2 separate regions of the Sus scrofa genome follow, and region 2 is linked to region 1. The links are chromatin contacts, called in public HiChIP or PLAC-seq maps. All regions are on one chromosome and are shown on one strand. Each heading gives the region's core, a stretch centred on a gene start, on an enhancer-like site or on the middle of the called end of the contact. The rest is flanking DNA. Distances are from core to core; before and after follow the strand shown. Region 1 overlaps ARFGAP3 (ADP-ribosylation factor GTPase-activating protein 3). Region 2 holds the start of A4GALT (lactosylceramide 4-alpha-galactosyltransferase).

Region 1 (6,587 bases), core at 2,300-4,799:
TTTTTTTGGTATAAGCACTGAAAAATACTGGACCTTAGTGGATAATTAAGGTAATCAATTAGATTGTAACGAATTATACAAAATACAGTCACACGTATCAGTTATACTTGTGACTTAATGACAAGTCAGACCTATTTCCTTTTATCTAAGAGTCAAATTTGGAATTTTTCACGTGACAGTGAACACAGCTATCCCTTGGATCTGTCCCTCTTTATCTGACGGGGATTTGGTTTCAGGACCCCAGCAGACACAAAAATCCACGTTACTCCTTTGTACTTTAAATCATCTGTAGCTTACCAGTAACCCCTAATGCAATGTAAATACTGTGTAAATAATTGCAAATACAAGATAAATACTATGTAAATAGTTGCCCGTAAGTGTGGTATGTGCAGTAAATTCAGGTTTTGCTTTTTGGGACTTTCTGGAATTCTCCCCTGGACACCCCCCCCAAAAAAAATATTTTTGTTCCACAGTTGGTTGAATCTGCAAATGCAAAACCTGTGGGTACAGAGAGTTGGGGGCTGAGGGCCGACTGTAAAGAGAAACAACTGAAGAAACTGAGCGATGAAAAAATATTTCTGAAGTTGGAATTAACAAGAAAACCCATGCATGATCAGCAAACTAGTTTAAATTGTGAAATCCAAGAAAGCAGAGTCTTACACACCTTCTGCAGTTTCCAAACCCCATGCCAAGTCTCTCTGATTCCACCTTTTTTTGGCCACTCATGTTCATCTTTTCCTCTTTCTTCATCTGAATTTCAAGATCCTTATAGGCTAATCGTAACGATGAAACACTGCCAGAAAAACCAAATGCTCCTTAATTTAGCTTAATGCTGTGTTCTTAAATTAAAAAAAAAACAAGAACATTAAACACATCGCTCGTACTTTTAGCTTTACGCTTCTTTCCAAAATTAACAATTATGAAGGCAGGCTGGCATATTTTGTAAAGGTCTGTTTTGAGTAGATGCTCAAGAAAATGTGAATGAGTTCATAGCTAGTTTTTGGTGGCTGATGAAGTTGCACTGCTTATTATCATGTAATAATAATTTATACTGAGGCAGGAGGTAGATGGGCTCTAGGGTAACGTTTGCCAGAGCCTCTTATTTCCGCTCCTCGAGGCAGGAGGCAGGTACAACTGTTGTCTTATTTACGCTTCCTGAACCGGGAGAGAGGTGGGCGCCGGGACAAACATTTACAAGCAGCCCCAGCTCTGCTTCAGGCCAGAAATAACACCAGGCACGAGGCACATAACTGGTGCTCGTCGTCTGTGAACCCGCCAGACCACGGTAATGACAGGACCAAGGCGGCTGAGCCCCGCGTGGACAGAAGAGGAGAGAGTCCCGTGCTCCCCATCCTCCGGGTCAGGGAGACCCCAACTACACACGCAAAGAGACACCCCTCTGGGTCAGAAAGGGGGGGGCAGGCCATAATAGGTCTGGATAAGCTTCCCGCCACGCTCTGCTCTGCTCGGGAACCCATCTGGGCCAAAAGACGCGCACGCAGACGGGAGAGGGTCCTGGGTCTGGTCAGGTGCCAAAGATAAAACATCATTGGCCCAAGGAAGACAAAGACCGGGAGACCTCTCCCCCTCACGTGGTCTAGGTCACCTCTCCGGGGCGCTGCTCGTGCGGGGGGGATGCCTGCACCCGCAGGCCTTCGGCCGTGGGTCGCTGCCTCACCTCCGCCCGAGACAAACGGGCGGCGTCTCCGCGCTCTGTGCTCTCCCGCGTGGGGCACTGCGTTTCTCACCGTGCACTCTATACCTGTGCTCACAGCCTCTGCCTCCGTGAAACAGTCGTGCTTTCAACAGGGGCCACGGATCAGGGCCCTTCTGCTTTCAGCCTCTAGCTGGCCTGGTGACTAAGGTGCCTGGTTTTCATCCAGGCTGCCCAGGTCCAATTCAGTTCCTGAGCAGAGAATTAAGACCTCGCTTCCAGCCGCCACTCACGGCTGTCCCTCCAAAATCAATACCACTTAAAATGTCATGATGTACCCTAAAATTATTTCTCTATGGGATAATAGAAGCAGCATTTCCTACTTGGACTAATATTTGACTGAGTACTTCCACTTTTCATGTCAAAAATTCAAAGTTAGTCTCATCGGTTTGCTTCGGTTTGAGATAAAGCGCATACGTAGATTTAACTTTAAAACGCACGTGTAGATAAATTAAGAAGGGATTACTTCATTGCAAAAGGATTCTTCAGGTTACAGGATTATTTCCCATGGGATCTCTTCCTGTGATCAGGCTCGTTTACAACGGAGGAGCCATTCCTCAGCCAACACCTTCTTCTGTACCGTCATTCAGCCACGCAGCATCTGCCTTTCAAATATCTGTGACAAATACTGCACCTTGGGGGACGGGGAGGATGCACCAAACACTGCCCTCACTCTCAGATTTCTAAAAACACTACAAACACTGAATTTTTCATAAAGAAAACCAGGCCCATATTAGCAACCACACAAGCGATTTATCATATTAGTAAGAAAGCAACAAAATTTCAAGACCCTGAAAAATGACATCCTACCTCATCAGGATTTCTAGGCTATCATCCACTGCATAAAATGGCACGCGTCCTCGTAAGAACGACACTATCTAAGGTCCATGAGGGAAGGACAACAGAATTTCTTACTAGGGAAAGACACGCTTGCTTTGGCTGTTTCCCTCCTTAATGGTGATGCAGGATTTCTACTTTGATCTGGCAGCTTGTTTTCTTTACTGTTATTCCTACTGGAATATGGGTAATGGCAACATACTCACTCCATTGCTCAGAAAATAAGCAACACTCTTTCAGGTATAGTTTTGGAGGATAACATCAGATCTGTGTACCTAGAGATCTGTGTCACTGTGGGAACAGAGTCTTCTGGAGAGGAAGGGCTGGGAGTGAGAAAGACATGAGAGGGAGCATCTTCCTTCTTGGGGCATCTGACGTGCGGCTGGGTCTAACCCTCGTCCAAAGCATGAATTAACACCAAGAGACACACTAAGAGAACGAAGATGCCAGAACTGCGAGCTTCTCAGACCCGCAGGAGCCCTTCCCAGAACCAGGCTCAGGGGAGGGCTGGCTGGATGCTCAGGTCAAGCTCTGCCTGTTCTCACGCTTCCGGCCCAACTGTGCGCAGACCCGTGAGCTGCCACCCGGTGAGGGTAAGGCTGCTGCACGAAGAGTTTAGTTTTACCTCCAGATGACACAGAAGCAGTGCTGCTCCGACAGGTGAAGAAGCAGTGCTGCTCCTGACAGGTGAAGAAGCAAGCAGTGCTGCTCCTGACAGGTGACCAAGCTGAAGTAACTTTCTTCGCAGCCGCTTCAACAGCGACCTTGCCCAAGAGGAAAGAAGCAAGCCCGGGCACTTTCCCACGGCTGGCAGAGCCCTGGGTGGCGATGCTGAGCTCTGATGCATCTGAGCGGCGATTAGGGAGGTGGTGCAGCTGTTCTGAACCAGTCCACGAAAGGGGTCGAATTGGGCTTAGGTTCACAGTCCATAAACACCCCCCGCGATCTGCACCTTTGCTTTTATGCTGCACTGAGCAGTCCTGACGAAAGACACAAGCGACGGCTGGTGTGGTTTCTAACATGAACAGACTAGTTCCCATCCACCTGAGCTTCAGGGAGGGAGGCTCTGGCTTTCTGGATCTTTGTTCTGAGCAGGCAGGGGCTCTGCACGGTCAAACCTCATACAGGAGCCGTCTGGCAGAGCCCGTTCTCAGACACACTCAGATTTAACCATCCCCTTTCCCAGCATCAAAAGACCTAGCACAGCCAGAGATCAAGGTGAACTCTGTGACCGCTCCGCATTCCGGTCACATTTAACCTAAACTCAGTTTAGTGCTGCCCCCTACGTCCTGTGAGTTGAATGACAACAAGAAACAAGAAGCAATTTCATATCATCTGGCGAATCAGAATCTGCTTGGCAAACTGTTAGCACAAATAGTAAGAAGCCACACGGACTGCGCACCAATTGTGCGCCAGGCACTGCTTAATGCATGTTGATGAGCATGAACTAAACGAATCCTCAAAACAACCTCATCAAGGACTATTATTTTCTTCATGATGCAGCCTGTAGTCATGAACTCAAGCTAAAGCAGATACACATGAAGATAAGAGAAAACACCAGATAAATACAATAAACACACACACAAAGTCAGACTCCCAGTCGCCCTCCTTTCTTGGCTCTTATGCCCAGTCATGGGCACTTTCCAGGCAGCCGTATGTCCCTTCTCTTGTCAACACAAATGAAAACCTCTCAAGAGCCTTAAGTATCTACTTACGATACGTCCCTCGTCTGGCCGGGACGCAGCTACCAAACGCACTTTCCAGGACACCCTCCCCCACGGCGCTCCTCTCCTCTCCGCGTGACTTAAACCCACGGGCCTGACTCCAGGGTGGCCCACGTCACTATTCTCAAGTCTCCAGTCCAGGCGGAACCCCGTACAAACGTCGGGCGCCCTCTGCTTCCCTCGAAGGCTCTTCTTGCTCCGCCTCCTCTGTGCCGAGTCCGACTCGGAGACCCTCCAAGATCCAGGCTCAAAACCTCTGAAGGTATCACCCGACCCACAGCCTTCTGTGCAAGAGTTGGAATTCAGTCGCCACGGGGGCTTCCCAGGATAAATACATTTTTCATTACCGAGATATAACTCACATACCACAAAACTGACCCTTTTGAAGTACACGATTCGGTGGTGTTTAGTATACTCATGGGGTCTGCTGAACATCTCCAGTAATTCCAGAACTTTTCATCACTCCCCAGTGAAACCCATTACTCGTGACGCCTCATTACCCTCCCCCCGCCCCCGTCCCCAGCCCCTGACAGCCACCAACCTGCTTTCTGTTGCTGGATTTGCTTAATTTGGACATGCCATATCTAAGGAATTATACAGTATGGGGTCTTTTGGGATCCGCTTCTTTCTTTTTTTTTTAATTTCATTATCCTTTTTGGTTTTTTTTTTTTTTTTTGGCTGCACCTGCAGCATGTAGCAATTTCCAGGCCAGGGATTGAACCCACACCACAGCAGCAAGCTGAGCTGCCACAGTGACAAAGCCAGATCCTTAACCTATTGCACCACAAGGGAACTCCCAGCTTCTTTCTTAGCATAAACTTTTCAAGATTTATCAGTGCCGTAGCATGTATCAGTGCCTGCGTCCTTTTCACGGACAAATAATATTCCATTATACGAAGACACATATTTTGTTTGTCCATTCACTAGTTGACGGACACATGGGTTGTTTCTACTTTGGGGCTATGAGGATTAAGGCTGCTGTGAACACATGTACAAGTTTTGGTGTGGATGCGTGGGCACGTATGTTGATTTCTCTGCATATGTTCTTCGGAGTGGGACTGCTGCTGGGCACACTGTCACCGGTGCAGCACGAGGGCACCAGCTTCTCTGCTTTCTCACCCACACCAGTTACTGTATGTCTCCCCGTGAGTGAGGGGCATCTCGCTGTGGCTCGGACTTGCCTTTCCCTGGTGACAAAAGATGCTGAGCAGCTCTCCTGCATAAGTACCTGCAGACACGTCTCTGTCTCTCCCTTCTCGTGTCCCCCCTCCCAGGCCTGCCTGTACAACTGCCACCGGAAATGGCAGCTGCCCTCCCTCCCCACCCCTCTCGCCTTCCAACCTACACGGCCCTAGATGGGTATTAAGTTTTTGCACACCTAAACTCTGCATTAGCCTCCTCGCACGCACATGGAAAGAGGAATGGCGCTTGGAAAGCTGGGCTCAGAGCTGTTTCTTGGACAGGTTCAGCCACGAGGACGCGCGAGTGACACAATCACACTTACATCGATTCCTCCTTAGAAGCCGTCCTGGCCAGAAGGTCTTCCTGTTCCTTCATCTTATCTACAGCTTGGGCTTGTTTTTCAATTTCATTAAAGCTCGTATTCGCCAGTTTCTGGGCTCCCAGACTTCCTTTTTTGGCCCCAAGCTGGAAGACACAGCATAAGATTACATTCTACCCCTGACTGTCTGGAGCTGTCTGCGAACAGCTAACACGCATGGGGGGTGAGGACCCCGACCTCACGACTCGGTGAGGTGGGGGTCGTCACCAGCCCTGGTGACAGGGGCACACCTGAGGCTCCTGCCAGGTGAGGGACTCGACCGAGACCACACGGCCAGCAAGTGACGAGTGGGGCTCAGACGCCGCGCCTGCCTCCAGAGGGGCTCTGCCAGGAATCCCAACCTCTGAACGCCCCCCTGCCCCGTGACCACCCTCCAGCCCTGGAATAAGAAACGTTATTAAACACGCGTTCTAGAAAATCTTCAGCAGCCTGACATTCACCATACTGGCCAAAATAAACTTAACCAAAGCCACATTTACTGTGATATGGCTCGAGATAAAGACCAGCGAGATGACAGCGGTGGTTTTCTTGAGAGCATAACCCATCTCAGAGCGGGACCACCAGAGACCTTACACAGAATACTTACTCCTCGTCTGGCCTGATTTGGTTTCTTTTTTATGATGGAGGAAACCTCTGCCAAAAAATAGAAAGTGGAAAGTCAGACCAATGGAAATACATAATTTTTCTATTTTTTAGTGTTTCTTAAAAACATTCTAAGATACTGTAATTATTGTTTAAGAGGCTATAACTT
Region 2 (6,587 bases), core at 2,325-4,824, 58 kb before region 1:
AGGAAGCAAAGGAAGGTGACAGACGGCTGCGGGCTGGAGGGGGAGGGGGATGGGGAGGGGCCTCTGGGACAATGTCTGTACCTGGGACCATGGCATATGCTCTTTCAAATCAAGCCTGTCACAGAACGTGAGGCCCACTTTTCCCATTTCCCTCTCGTGCGTGTGTGCCCAGAAGCTCAGACTTTGCACGGGGGTGACATCCGGGAGGCTGTGCGCTCCTGCTGGAGGTGGCTCCTGCTGGGTGAGGGCGTGCGGGCACTGGCCAGGGAGGGGAGGGGCTCTCCTAGTCCCATGTTCCACTCCAAGGTGATGGACGCTCCTGGACTCACGGGGGCCCTTCCAGAGGGAAGACAAATGGAGGCAGAGGAAAGAAAAAGGCACTCACTTACCCAGTGCCAGACGGAGCAAGGTGGGTACCACTTCCCCTTATCTAGAGAGATGGAGTCTCCGAGAGGAGAGAGAGGGAATCTCAAGGGCGTGCGGCTAGAGCCTTCTCTGAACCCATTCCCGTCTTTCTTCAGCTGAAGGATGCTAAGCAAGCACCTCCCCTCCCTCTGGAGTCTGTCAGTGCGGGGTGGTAACACCTGCTCCCTCCCAGGGAAGCAGGACTCAAGGGGATGAGGCTGGCAAACAGCACAGGGAGCTGGGAACCTCGGCCAGGAACCCTCTCTCCACTGGTGCTCCTCTACCTCCCTCTCTAGGAAGATCAAAGCCAATTCCTAAGGTCCCTTCCCAGCCCTCTCATCCTTCCAGTCACCAGCTCAGAAGGTCCCTCGGGGTCAGTTCCAGACCCCTCCCACCTCCTGCAGCCTTGGGGACCTCATTCTATCCACTCTCCTCTCCTTCTCTAGGGGCTGCCGCCACTCCCTCTTCTGGCTCCTTCCCATCAGCGTTTAACTGCAGCCAAATCTCCCTTATCAACAAGCTCACGCACAAAATAAAATAAAAATCCAAAACGGGCCCCTCAAATACACACCCAGCATCGGCAGCAAAAATCAAACCCCGATGATAAGCTGGGACAAAGATCTTGGCCACAGAGAGACAAGCGGCAAATATCTCAACGATGAGTTCAAATGAATGGTTAGGAAACACACAGAGATGTTAGACCTTCATCCTCTGACCCAGTAATTTCATTTCCAGGAAATAACAAGAAATGCACACTCACAGCCTAAGGAAGAAGGCAATGGTATAGTCCCTCTGGAGGCCAGCTGGCTCTAGGTGTAGCCGCTCTAGAGGTTCACATGCATCAACTACCAGGTAATTCATTACCTTTCCAGAAAAAAACTGGCACTGTGTAAATTCATCGATAAACTCAATGCAACATTATCTGAAAGAGCCAAATATTAAAAACGACCCTAAACGTCAAATGAGATCCATTAACGAGTATGACGAAACAATAGGTAAGCACTGAAAAATATTTACAATCGTCATCTCCAAGTGATGCGACTGCAGAAATTTTTCATCCTACTTCTTTCCGTTCATTCATTCAAGCAAAATGTAGTCAAGGCCTGAGCACTGGGCTTCAGACGAGATTCCTCCCTCCAGGAGCTTCCAGTCGGGGTGAGACAATGGAACGCAGGTTAATCAACAGGAGTTGAGGGCACGCCTCGGAGGAGGTGCATTCCAGACGGCACAGCCCAGCACAGCTTGGGTGGCCAGGTCGAAGGCCACACCCTCTACCCACCAGGAGGTGCAGTGGGGTGGGGGGAGTGAGGGGGGGGCTGTTTTCACACCTTTCTTCTCATCCCCTCCTTCTCCCTTTCCTGTTGCAAATGTCCCTGGCAGCCACCTTGTCTCACTTGGCCCTGATCCCAATTCTGACCCTTGGGGAACCGGCCCCCTGGAGCCCTTGGAGATCTGGCCCTCCGTGGCCACGTGGGTTGGGGAGCTGCTGGCTGGGACTCATCTGGTGATGCGGTGGGTCCCAATTTCCTGATGTTTCAAGGAAGTCACCTCGAAAGATTCTGCCAAGCCTGCACACACTGTGGACCTGGGACCCTTGCACGCGTCCAGAGGAAGTCCACTAGCCTGGGCAGCTACCTGGCTTCGGATGAGTATTTTAAAGAATTTCCACTTCGGAGTTTGTCCTCTTATTAAGTGGCCCTAGCAGATAAGCGGGGACAGGCACTAGAAGCACCAGAAACACATGTGGGAGGAAAATGAACAACTGAGAGGATTCCGTCTCTGACTCTCATTTTCTTTTCTTTATTTGGGCCTGATGCGGAGACTCCCCTAGGGGCTCTGGCTGTGGGAATGTGGGGGGCAGGCGTGAGCATGGAGGGGATAGTCCGGCCAGCCTGGGCCCTGCCTTGTCACCCTGGGCCGGGTGGCTCCCCCTTCTCTGGGAGGAGGTAACAGTGGGGGAGTCCTTGGGCAGCCCGGGGAGGGGGTGCCAGAGTGAGTGCACATCCCATGCTCCTGGGTGTTTGATAAAGGAGGGCCTAGCGGCCTTCCAGAGACCCCCGGGGCCTTCACAGAGCAATCACTCCATATCTGGGGGAGACAGAAAGGGTGTCCTCCTGAGAGGGGGGTGGGCAGGGGAAGTGGCTTTGAACCCTCTCAGAGGTAAAGGGTGGGCAGCGTCCGGCAAGGAGGTGGGACCTTCCACTCGCAGGTGTCAGATGAGGAAACTGAGGCCAGGGTCTCCCCTAGGACGAAAGGGAGTGGACCCTCAGACTGGACCTCCCAGCCAGAACTTCTCCCAAGCACACTGCAGCCCCCAGTCGGACCCAACCTTCCCAACCTGGAGAAGAGGGAGGGAGAAAAGCAGTCCGGAAAGAGGGGGGCTGCGGACCGGACCTCCGAGAGGGAGCGCTCAGGCCCGACCTTCCCACTCCCGAGCTCTGACCCAGGCCATCCCTCCACGTGGAGGGCCCTTCCTTCCTCTCGGCCGTCCACAGCCTCAGCATCCCTAAGGGCCCAGAGGGACGCCTCCCGGCCGGCAGCCTCGATCCCGCCGGCCGCTCCCTACTCCTCTCCCCAGCCGCACCCGCACCAGGGCCCGGGGCGAGCACAGCCGGCAGCGAGGCCTCCCGAGGCGATTCCGCGCCCCCCAGACAGAGCGACGCGGACCCGGCTTCCCACCCGCAAGGGCCCCTCTCTCCCACCACGGCGCCCGGCCCTGCAGGGGCTGCCCCGAGGGCTCCCGGGCGGGGCGCGCCCTCCCCGCGCCGGCCGGGCTCCGGGTCCAGCCGCCGCGCTCAACTTCGGGCGCAGTCGGGGTGGAGGCGGCGGCCGGGGGACCAGCGCGCCCAGTCGGTGCGCACACCAGCGTCCCTCCAAAACAGGTGGCCCGGGCAGGCGGGGGCCCAGCCCTCCCGCCCCTCCGCAGCCTCTGCTCCTTCCCCTTCCCCTTCCTTCTCGCAGCGCTCCTCCCCTCCGGGGCCCGGGGCGCCCCCAGGTCCGTGTTCCAGAGCCCGTCCAGCTGGACCCTGCGCGCGGCCCCTCGTACCTCTGCTTCCCGCGGCTCCGGGAGGCGGACCACGCGGGCCCTCTGACGGGCCGGGCGGCGAGGCGGCTGGAAGGGCAGCGCCGGGAGTCCAGCGGGCGGGAGCCCCGCCCCCTGGCCCGGGGCGTGGTCAGCGCCGCCCCGCCCCTGAGGGGGGTCCCCGCTCCCCAAGCCCGCGCGTCCGCCAGGCTCCCGGCTGCACCATCACCTGCCTGCGGGCCGACAGGTAGGGTGCGCTTTCCGTGCACCCCTGCCGTTTACTCTGTGGGGTTTTTATCCCATTTCCCCCATTTAACAGATGAGAAAAACGAGGCTCAGCGCGGTTGAGTAACTTCAGCGTCATGCAACGGAGAGGGGGCAGTATGAACTCTGGCCTGACTGGTGCCACTGTCCCTCCTGCGCTCCTCACCGTGTGACCCGTGCTGAACGTCTCGGCAGCATCACCCCGTGTTCAACCGCACAGCCCTCGCTGCTCTGTCCTTTCCTCCCTCGCTCTCTGCCTGGTCCATTGCAAACTGGCTGTGCTGAGCTCACTTCCTCCTCTCACATCCTCTTTCGCGGCTGATGGGCTGATGACCAGTGCTCGGGCCCCTGAGAAAAAGCCCACACTCCATCGCAGCCCCGACAACAGCCTGCCACTTAGAACGTCCCAGATTATTAGCCTTTGAATGAATGAACCAGCATAAAAATTCCACCAGCTCCCCCCCCCATCCGACCACCTCCTGGGATGGCGCCCAACTTCCCTGTTGCTCTGGGGACCAGGCTGATCTGCCCCTCCTGGCCCGAAAACCCCCTCCCCTTGTCCACAAGATCTTACCCTTTAAGCCAAGACACTGATCTGGTGGTTCTGCCCTCTCTCCCCTCTCCCCAATCAATCCCATCAATTCACATGCTCTTACTTCTCCTATTATCTTAAAACTAAAAGCAGAGAGAGAGAGAGAGAGAGGAAATCAAAAAACCTCTTAGGACCCCTTTGCCCCCTCCAGCTACTGTTGCCTCATTTCCTCCCATTCCCTTCACGGCAAAAGTCCACCAAGTGTCATTTCTCCAAGCTGTCACAGTCTCTCGCCTCCCATTTTCCTTGAAAACCCATCTAATCAGGTTCTTGCCCTTGTCTCCACTCTTCCCCCTAATCTGTCATTTTGCCCTCCCCCCCTCAGTGGCTCCCCATTGAACTCAGAAGAAAAGCCCACCCCCGCTGTTGCAGGGAGGGGGTGATGCGGTTGGAAGAGCCCACAGGCCAGCCCTGCTCTGCCTCAGTTTACTTATCTGCAAAGTTCTGCCTGGGGAGCCTGGCCACCCTGGGACACCGTTTGAAGTCTGGGAGAGAGAAAAGCATCCTTTTTCTTTGGCGTGGGCTCTGGGCATGTTCTCTTCTGCACCAGGAGTAGGGAGTGTGTAGACCAGAGCTTTAAGGTGCCTCGCCACCCGGTGAAGGAAGGGCGCCTCCCAGAACAGAGGCAGGCAGGCCAAGCTCTGAGACACACATAGGGGAACATGACAGCCCCGGAGCCTCTGGGTCCCTCGGGCCCTCTGGGCCTGATCTGACTGGCCCTCGGCTTTCCCATTGTACACTTTGGTTTAACCAGAGGAGCTGGATTCTTTTTTCCTGTACAAAGAAGAATCCTAATTGATACAATCTTTCACTACGGCACTTGCTGCTCCACCCATAAGCAGGCTGGAGCCTCTCCCATTTTAATAAAATGCACAAGAAAACAAAAAGCAAAACAGAGGCCCTCTGTTCACCCCGTTACCTCCCATCCTCTCCTGCCTTCCCCCAGAATCATCTCCACTTGCTTTTTCGGATCCTTCCCTCCCCAGTGCCACCGGCCTGTTCTCACCCGCCTCCTATCCCCTACTGAGGACGGAGTCCCTTGCCAGAGTCATAGCGAGCTGCTTGTGGCCAAATCTTGATACTGAAGGATGAATAACAGTATTTTCATTGCGCTTAATAAGTTGGGAGGTGTTGGTTTGTGTGTCTGATTTCTTTTATGGGTGTTAATGAATTAGAGAGACATATTTGCTTTATCTGTGTAATCAGAGAATAAACTCAAGCCCTGGGCTGGAGGCCTGGGGGGAGGCAAGAACTGCACTGCCCAGAAGAAGGGCCAACTCATGGCAGATGCACAGGACCCCGGGCGGATGAGGCCCCTTCAGGAACGAAGTGTGGGGGTCCCACCCTCAGTTGTCCAGGAGAAGGATCCACAGAGAACACTCACAATGGTTGAGTAGCCAGGTGTCACCCAGGAGAGGCAGTCAAGCCCCGTGTCCCAGCCAAGGACCAAGGTCAAACCTCTAAATCAGTGACCTCAGCTGGTCTTGGGAGATTGTCACAAATGTGAGAGGGTATAGAAGGTCCATCCACAAAGCCCTGGGGAGAAACTACGACAAGGACAGGACAATCCCTACGGGGGACTACAAGCCAGGATGGAACTGATGCTTGTGGTCTTGACATTTTCAAAGAGTCTTAAAGAGATGGAGTCGGTCTCAGATGCAGCCTTAAGAAACCTGTAATTGTGGTTTAAATTGACAGGGGATTGGAGTTCCCTGGTAGCTCAGTGGGTTAGGGATCCCTGCTGTGGCTTGGGTTGCTGCTGTTCAGTGTGGTCCCTGCTGTGGCTTGGGTTGCTGCTGTTCAGGTTCGATCCCTGGCCCAGGAACCTCTGCATGCTGCGAGTGCAGCCAAAAAAATAAAAATAAATAAATTGACAGGGATTTACTTACTCAAGTTTGTAATCAAGGTTGGAATACTCGAGAAACGTTGGATTTCTAAGGTTTCTTTATGAGCTAGAAGGGCTTTAGGGTCCACAGAATTCCCAGGGACTGAGATGGCCTGAGAGCAGCAGTTCTATCAGCAAATGCAGTGGGTGGTTAACAGGCTGCCCCTCTGCTTCTGGTGGCATTTGACAGTTGTCCATGAACCCTGTGTGCCCTTGGCCTCCAGCCCCTCTGACGCATCATCCTCTGGTGGACTCTTTGTCTTCAAACCACCCCTGCCACACACAGGAGTCCCTGGGTGCTTTTCCAGCCCCCTCTCTCCTTGCCCTGTACTTGGCCCAGGTGTCTTGCACACATGCGGCCAGGCTTCCATCCCATCCTGGCCGCCTTCCAAAGCTGAGCCCTTGTCCAGCCTGCAAAG

The links. HiChIP or PLAC-seq counts read pairs in DNA pulled down with a chosen protein or histone mark.
Region 2: a contact with region 1 is called in an H3K27ac HiChIP or PLAC-seq map of alveolar macrophages. The contact joins the promoter of A4GALT here to the enhancer-like site in region 1. A contact is called at or near these places in 3 of 5 promoter capture datasets (fetal liver, fetal skeletal muscle and liver), 16 of 47 Hi-C or Micro-C datasets (adipose tissue, blood, differentiating spermatogonia and 9 more) and 1 of 2 datasets of contacts at active chromatin or transcription factors (alveolar macrophages).

What each region holds. Positions count from the first base shown.
Region 1 is chr5:6,022,718-6,029,304 of Sscrofa11.1, reverse strand. ARFGAP3 (ADP-ribosylation factor GTPase-activating protein 3) reads right to left here. Exons shown (of 16, transcript XM_003481526.4): 8 at 6,423-6,469; 9 at 5,780-5,922; 10 at 665-793. Among named protein-coding and RNA genes, the nearest start is that of ARFGAP3, 32 kb to the right of the region's middle. Within about 2 kb of position 3,549, at least 17 of the 83 cell types and tissues checked have an H3K27ac peak or open chromatin away from gene starts, as enhancers often do. A contact at or near this core is called in alveolar macrophages, where this site is marked.
Region 2 is chr5:6,080,780-6,087,366 of Sscrofa11.1, reverse strand. A4GALT (lactosylceramide 4-alpha-galactosyltransferase) reads right to left here and starts at 3,574. Exons shown (of 3, transcript XM_005663760.3): 1 at 3,452-3,574.